Regions from separate parts of the Columba livia genome. Here region 1 is linked to region 2. Evidence: chromatin contacts called from public Hi-C data. All regions are on one chromosome and are shown on one strand. The core of a region is the stretch at or near the end of the contact, and the rest is flanking DNA. Distances in the headings are between cores, read along the strand shown. Region 1 holds the start of KYAT3 (kynurenine aminotransferase 3). Region 2 overlaps ZNF326 (zinc finger protein 326).

Region 1 (4,267 bases), core at 355-2,854, 180 kb after region 2:
GGTATTTTTAGAAAGAAAAAGTCAAACAAGTATTTTACATGAGGCTTTTCCATTTAGTGCCCAGTGGCCTTATCTCTGAGTGCTTGTGAGTCTGAACAAATGGTGTTCAGCATTTGCTGGAAAAGTATCACAAAGGTTGAAATGTAGCGGGAGAAATGTTACATGCCAGTGTTTTTTCTGCTATGTTCCTCATAAAGCTTTCACAATGTCTACGTTTCTGTGGTGTTAAAGGTGGATTTAATTTTTTACTTCAGGTATTTCAGGTACTTGCAGGGACTGACCATGCTATGGTGGCTACAGGTCTGCTGCCCGTCATGCTGTGTTGTGGTTTTGTCTCATTGCCTCGTGTCAAATAATGGCTTGTCAAATACCTCACCATCTTTCTGTGCAGCATGGCACTAATGCTAGAAATATTCACAGCTGATAATAATTTTTCTTACAAAGTTGTAAGTTAGTTTTGCGTGTAAGGTTTGCAAATTTCTTAATTTAATTTTGCTACTCCACAATAGAAAATGAAACAGGCAAAAATAGGCATGTTTGTCCCTGCAAGTGTTTGCAGTGTGCTGCAAGAGTAAGCCTGCCTCTAGTCTGAGCCTGGGAGAACAGTACTGTTGTTATAGTCACATTTTAAGATAGTATGTTACATAATTAGTTTTTGTAAGCAAAGCAGGCAATGGTATTCCTTTGTTTCTAACACAAATAGTATAGTTGTTTTCTTTCTTCTTGGTTTTCTTCCCCTTTTCAGGTGGCAAAGTCTGGGTAGAAGCAGGGATTATTTGTTCTTTAATGAGTAAACGATGGAAAACAAAGTTAATAATTATACTGCTGTGGCTACTGTGTTCCTGACAGAGGTCTATCGGTTATGGTTTTCTCTTACGCATTTCAGTCGTTTTGGCAATGTTTTAAAAACACATTATTGAAATAGTTGCCTGTAGTTCCAGCTCCTCTTTTTTATAGTTCTTGGTTAACAGGGCACATGTTACCAGTGAAGTTACCAGTGAATGATTTGTTACTCCACACAGAACATCCTTTCTAACTGTTTCCTGCCATGGTAGATACTTGATGTTTGCTAAGTCACTGTGGCAAAACTTAGCGTAGTTTACATATCTATAAAGTGTGTAGGTCTGCCTCTCCAGTATGACTGGTGATCTTAATTATCTCAGTTGCAGAATATCTGATTTGAAACATTTGAAAATGGCAACCAGTTTTAGAGCTGTGTGACTTTTAAAAAATACGGCTCTTTCTCTTGCTGTCTAAATTGCAATTGTAATAGCAATTTTTATTACACAAACACGTGTTTGCAACAATTCTAACAGACTTAGAACCTTGAATTGCATACACTCTTAATTGACATTCAAGGAAAAGAAGATCAGTGCTGTCAAATACAGGAAACCGTCCTTTTAGAGGACATCCAGAAACCTTTTGCAGCACTGTCAGTTAAAAGTTTACTTCTCGATGCATACAAACATGATGAGGTAATAATTTACTAGAATTTATTTCAATGTAAATGAAACAAAATCACTGAAGAGAAAAGAAGGGGTTCTTACATTTTAGAATTGCTTAGTGATGTGTAGAAACTAATTCCTGGGGTCTGTAAGTTTTTTCAGGTCACTATTGTACAGGCATGCTTTTTGCTTCACGAAGCTTCTGTTGCCTTGGTGTTAGACCATCCCAACTAGGAACGGATTTGCTTTCCAGATCCAGAAAACTTTCGGCCTCTGCAGTAAGTATTCCTTCAGCTTCATAGATTAAAATACTGCACAAAATAGTTTTGAAATGCACTAATTTTGCAATGATGCCAGTATATATGCATTAGCTGTGTTTTCCTTATTTTTGTTACATTGATCCAAGCATTTAATATCAAGAACATTATAAGATATTTGAATCAGTCAAATATTTAACCACACTAGCGTAACACATATTTGGTGATTACTGCTTTGTGTATCCTTTCCAGTCTTTAAAGTCATGTTAGCACATATTGCTCCAGAAGGATTGCCCAGCGGTTAGGGCAATAGAGCTTGAGATACAGGAGACAGCTTTATCATAGACTTTTGGTAAAAAATTAATTTATTTGCACCTCAGTTTTCATGTAATTAAATAAGAGTAGTGGTGCTTCTTGATATTGCAATAACACAGGGTATACAAGTATCTCAATTTTATGCAGAATCCTCTCTGTTTCCCAGTTTAACTACTTATAAGATTGTTTAACATAATTTTAACTCTTCTGGTTTTGTTGAGAGAAAACAGAACTATGCAACATGGTAGGTTGTTGTAGGTTGCACTTTGCATTTCTTATAAAACATTGGAATGTAAATTGTGTTTGCAGGTCAGGACAGATGTCTATCTAGTCAGCACCTCAGGTCAACCAAGGCATATGTCAGATCCTTCAAAACAGATGTTCAAAACATTATACTGGATAGTTGTGGTACATTTTACCCATATGAGAAGTTTGAATGTGCAAGCCACTTTTTGAAGGTCATCATTTGCCTCAGCCAGTTGTTCATAAGCTGTCAGTATTTATATTCTATATAATGGAGTTGGATATTCTCACTAAACATGCTGAAATCTAATCTTGATTGTTTTGTTTTTAAATTTTTGGAAGATCTTGCCTTCATTTGTAGCTTTTGACATATAAATTCTACAATATAATTATGCACCATGCTTCTGTTGTTATTAAATATATTACCATTAAATTTAATCACAAGTTTCTTTGCATTAGGAAGAAAGATAAATATGAGTAGCACCTGACTTTATATCAGGTGCTTTCCCTGACAGAAGGTGTTATGGAAAGCAGGAGGTCAGAGTTAGAGCTTGATGCTGCTTAACACTGATCTTAAACTCATGGAAATCCTAGCCTTGCACCTAGAAATGGCTCGAAGATTATCAAGTGATGACTTAACTGTGCTAAAATGTAAGAGTCTTAAGAATTCTCATGACCTTGAGGAACAAGAGTGTTGCTCAAGGTATCATTTAAAAATGTCAGTTAATTGGTTGGCTTTCTCAAATTAATAAGGTGGACCTGAATCTCACTGTAAGCTGAATCTGTGAAAACCTGAAAACTAATGCAGGTCCAGCTGTTCTGTTATAAAACTAGTTTCAAGGCACAAGAAAAAATAAATAGGAAAACTTAAGTAATGGAATATTTAAACTTAAAGTAGTATGAGAACTGTAAGGTGGATCCTTATTTTACTGGTTAATACATTTTTAGCTAGGGAAGGTTACTTAATGCAGTTAAAATTTGCGTTGTAGAGTTAATTATGAAAGTAATGCAGTTGATAAACCTTTAGCTTTTAGAAAATTGAAACAATTTCAAGAGGAATCGGTCAATGGAACAAATTTACATGTGGCAGAATACAGAATTCTCATTATTCACTGGAAAGATTCAAGGCGAGAGGTCTTATTCCTTGTAGTGTGAGAAGTAGTCTAACATGTGAAAAGATGTGTGTAGGGGGCTCAGTCTAAGTAGTACCTGTGTTATTTGTACAGTATTACAGTTATTTGTACAGTTATACAGCACAGCCAAACATTAATCATATTTACCAAGACATGCACTGTAAAATTGGATTAATCTTCTCAACCATATGTGTGTTTTTAAATAGATGCAGTATAGATTACCTAGTCAGAACTCCCTCTGTGTTCTGTGTCAAGAAGGTGCAACATTAGCTGTCTAGTTATCTTAATGGTTTTCTTCCTTTGGACAAATAAAATGTGTCCTGTGTTTGATTCCTCTGGTGTTTGTGTCTCATAGATGAGGTCAGAATGAGATTTCTAGAGAAGACATATGAACAGAGATGTGTCTGTTAATTTTCTAGCTTCCCACTTTACAGATTGCTATGTATGTGGTAGCTTCGGTACGGTGAACAGGTTGAGCGCAAACATGTGCCTGCATAGTATTTCCACTGTGAGACGTTCCCATTGATTCGACGTTGAAACTTGGAATGTAATGGTAATGCAGACATTTTATGTTCAGAGTAGGGTAGCTAGCGTATGGGTTTTGAATCTTGCAGACAATAACAATAGTTACCAGTGGTAAAAGTCACTAAAATCAGTAGTCTGACTCAAAGAAACAGGAGTGTCTGGAGTACTGAGACACTATATAATTCCTATGTAATTTATTTCCAGTATCAAGCTGGTTTGCAAAGACAGAAATGGGCTTGTACTTTTTTTGTTTGCACATAGAAATAAATATCTTTTTTTCCACTAACTTTTCTCTTTTTAGCTTAAAAGTACCACAACCATCAATATGTTTTTCTTTGCCTTTACGGAG
Region 2 (4,244 bases), core at 1,170-3,669:
TCGTGCTTGTGAGCAGCAGCACGGTGCAGCATCACGCTGTATCATGGATCACACAGCCCTGCAGATGGGAGCAGACCAGCATGGGGGCTGCACAGTCCAAGGGGCTCCTGCTGGAAGACACCAACTTGCCAAGGGCCTACCCGCCACTTCACCACAACACAAGTTGTGTCTTCTCAAGAGAAAAAGAAAAAAAACCATATTTGAAGGTTTTTCCCGTGCAAGAAAATGCATGGGCACAGCTCTACACATTTTGCTGTATGCAAAATAAAAAGTGTGAGGAATTAAAAAATAGCATATATGTACAGAGAGTCCAAAGGCTGTCCTGGGTAACAATGCAATAAAAGTGTGGTGGCAATAAACTGATTTTCCCAGGTGGCCTGAAACGTGCAGCAGTCAAAATTGTAAAGTATCATCTCTGCTTGAGGAATTCAATACATGCTGCAGGATGAGTTGCTGAGGAATGCACTAAGTGGATTCTCACCCCTTTCCAGTGCATCTGACGGGGCCAAATGAGATGGCTAATGAAAATGCTATTGAATAAGCAGCTCTGAAGGGAGGAAGTCATGCAGAATAGATAGATTTGTGATCACTGTAAGAACATCTGGCTAATGGTTATTCAAAATAAATACAAAGATCCAGAAACCCTGATTCATCTGAATCAGCTGCCCCTGCGACTATCAAAGGTGAATGTTTTAGCCATTGCCCTGGTGCAAAACATCTGAATCAGCTACTCCTAAGACTATCAAAGGTGAATGATTTATCTGTTTCCCTGATGCAAAACCTACTGAGGGATTCAACAAATGAAACTCTCTGGTAGTCAATGCAACCTGAGGGGACTATTGCATAAAGGAGAACAGGATTTATAATGAGGTGCCTGGGAGGGAAACACTGGGATTAAACAGGAGGCTGTTAAAATGATACAGGATTATTATGAGGTGTTTGGGGGAAGGGAGGAACAATGGTAGATCAGGGAAGAACAGAAAAGATTGAGGTGGATTGGGGAAGCGGAGTAAAAAGGACCATTTTCATGTAAGCAGGCTGCTGGCCAATATGTATGTGTGACTGATGGGCACTATCTATCCTATCTTCCTTTTAAATTCTGTTTTTAACTACCTTCCATGTGATGGTGTTCTCTGTTCTTTGTCTGTGCATGTGATCGGCTCATGAACTCCAAGCCAGAGCAGTTGGTGAGTCAAAGGAGCGATCTAGGAGATGTGTACTAGGGGACCCTTGAAGGGGGTTTCCCTGAGCACCACCCTGCGTCCTGTGTGTCCCTGTGCAGACCCAGGCTCAGAGCAGGCAGAAGCAGGGCCAGGGCACCTAACACTCACCATTTGTAGGATTAAGGACTTGATGCCAAAAAAAAAAAGCCCCCAAAGAAACCAATTGTTGAAATCGGCAGAGATTCACAGAGAAATCGGGAAGCTCTGAATTGAGCCCATGCACATCATGGCAAGGTTACTTATAATCTATACGCAACCTCCCAGTGTTATTGAGAGAATTACTGCTATCCTGTGTGTTGCTTCACCATCTGAGGAAGTTATTGACAACAGAGGTGGTTGTGGGGGACAGCACTCTGTCAAAGAAAAGAGGGTACGTGACAAAGGGAACATCCGATTGTGAAAAATTTGTTTTCATACCAGCAAGCACTTCAGGCACTAGACAGAAGAGGAGGTGCTTTCACATGCAGCCCGGCAGACAATACAGATTTGGGCTTTTAAAGTTACTGTCTCAGAACCAGAAGCTCAGGGAGAAGAAACTGGATCTGGGGGCAGACCAAGGCTACAGCAGGTAGCAGGTTTTTTGGATTAAGCGCAAACAGGTCAGCAAAAGCGTATTATTTTAGACTTAATTATGATCAATGGGCCACTGTTGGTTTCAGGCTTTTTAAAACAAAGGCTCCTTGTTTCCTCCTTGAAAGACTCCAAAAAGGAAAAGATCTAAGCAAAATGGAGACATAGGGAAAGAAAGAGAACAGACTAGTATTGTACATTCATTCTCAATGATCTAAAACATGAATGTTTTAGTTCAGTGTAGAAGCTCCCTGTGCAACCCTGTTCTGTTCTTGAATTCATATTCTGCTGCTTCTTTGGGTTTGTTTTCTTGGGGTTTTTTTGTTTGATTTTTTTTTTTTTTTGTAAATTCTTCAGAGCAGTATGAGGATAAAGCAACGAGTGATTTCTCCAAGCACACACAGCAGCACAGTTATTGTGAAATACAGCTCTTCCGTAGTTTGATACGGTAACTGCCCACACCCTCTCCTCCTCTTCCCAAGTGCTGTGTTTTCTTCTACCCTTTCATTTAAAGCATTATCTAAAACCTGAAGAAATTCTGTAAAATTACTATCGATTGCTGCTAACAGTGGTGAGCAACCAGGTACCAGCAATTGTGGAGGCCTGACACTAACAAATCATCCATATTTCATTGCCGTGGTGTTGATCTAAAGCTTATCAACAATAAGGGGGGATTTCTTCTGGCTTTTGATGAAAGCTTTCTGTCTCTTAATGCTGTTTAGAGCAGATGTGTTTGGCACAATGTTTCACTCTACAGGAGCACATCTCTCCAGTGCCATTAAAACAGCATTTACAGCAGTGGGATATATTTTCCTTACTTATTTTATAACATACATCTCCACTGACACTTGACGTTTTGAGGAGATGACTTTCTTTGCATTTCAGGATTATGAAGACTGGGGCAGGAACATGAAAATTGCATTGATTTTTTTCTATAACAAGAAATCTACTTCCCTTTATTTCTTCTGAGATATTAACATAGAAGCAGATCTTTCCATCTGAGCCTTGCGGAAGAACCATGGTAACCATCCAGAGCCACGCTGATTTCAGTGGGCTTTTAAATCTGTCATCACAGCATAAATCAGATCCATAATATGGTGTTTCCAAAGCTGAAATATTATGGCCTCTGTATATATATATATATGGTACACCACAAGCATACAAAATGCCCTAAAATTCAGCAGAAGGGAGTGTAAAAATCGTAATGCAGAAACATACTAATCATGTCATCCATTCCTACAGGGAAAAAAACAAAACAAAACAATAAAAACGAACAAACAAAACCACCACCATCAAAAAAACCCAGACGCTAGAGGCTTCCAAATGTGCCATAGCAGGGACCTGCTGGAGCTCGCGTGCTGCTGCAGCCCCACCAGCATCCCACACGTGGCAGTGGACACTCACCAGAAAGCAGAAAGAGAAATTGCTATAACTTCTGTGTCGCGGTGCCACAGAGTGAGGGCAGCAGAACCCACTTCAGGCTTTGGCTTGGTTTTGACATGATTTCCAGTTGGTTGGGAATAAAGAGAGGATGTCAGCTTCATTATCACGCATCCCTAGAGGAAAAAATATATTTGCAAAGCAACTTATTAGTAATTGGCAAATTATCAGTGAAGTGCCTTACTTTTCTTGCATGCAAATACTTATGAGCAATTATGCTTATTGCGTTTTAGATTTACAACTTAGTTTTACTTTGCACTCCTTGCAGGCCAGCCTCAGTTACTATCTAATCTTGCAGGAAAGTGCTGCTGGAGGTGTGTAGGACTCCAGCTGGGCTGTTTGCCCTGCAGCCTCCACACGGGGCAAGTCAGAGCTGCGGAGGTGCCCTGAGCAAGGACAGAACTGGGCTTGTCATTGCTCGGTGCCCTTTCACCATCAGCCAGCCCACAGATGCCCTGGAGCACCTTCTTCAGCTGCCTGTTACATGCCCAACTGCTCCCATGTTACAGATGCTGGTGCCAGACCCCCTACCTAACCTTCCTGTTCTTCAAAAAAAAGCCAAACAAGACATATAACTAGCACAAACACACATACTCATTGCCAATATTTTCTAACGCTTCTGTATAGGTGCTTATATATCAGACAGGCCACAAACCCAGTTTTCTCACAAGAAGCTTTGCATTTAAGTAGATTTTATGCATATGCTCTCGCACACGCACACAAAGTAACTGAAATAGCAGTGTGCCATTCACAGCTAGGGTTTATTCATGCTGTTTTCTGAGAAAGTTTGGCCAGTGCACATACATGTAAAACACCTCTTAGATGGAAGCAGCATGTACGAGAAACTGTGAGGTTCCAAGATAAAAAATGTGACGATAAATAACACTTGCAGCACACAGCAGCAGTCAGATAACTTATCTCAGAGTATAAAGGCACGTTTATGTACATGCCCCTTTAAAATAAAAGTCACTATTAGCTAGGATACTGTTGCTGTGACTGAAGAGAAGAACG

Evidence for each region. Hi-C and Micro-C count contacts between places; a contact is called where the count stands out from the background.
Region 1: a contact with region 2 is called in a Hi-C map of liver, with 2.8 times the contacts expected there. The contact joins the promoter of KYAT3 here to the enhancer-like site in region 2. A contact is called at or near these places in 2 of 2 Hi-C or Micro-C datasets (crop and liver).

The regions. Positions count from the first base shown.
Region 1 is chr8:25,647,648-25,651,914 of bColLiv1.pat.W.v2, forward strand. KYAT3 (kynurenine aminotransferase 3) reads left to right here and starts at 1,605. Exons shown (of 14, transcript XM_065071184.1): 1 at 1,605-1,723. The coding sequence starts at 1,625. All of the region lies in intron 1 of LRRC8B (leucine rich repeat containing 8 VRAC subunit B), which reads right to left.
Region 2 is chr8:25,463,977-25,468,220 of bColLiv1.pat.W.v2, forward strand. ZNF326 (zinc finger protein 326) reads right to left here. Exons shown (of 13, transcript XM_021292332.2): 2 at 3,198-3,349. Among named protein-coding and RNA genes, the nearest start is that of ZNF326, 58 kb to the right of the region's middle. Within about 2 kb of position 2,420, at least 1 of the 3 cell types and tissues checked has an H3K27ac peak away from gene starts, as active enhancers do.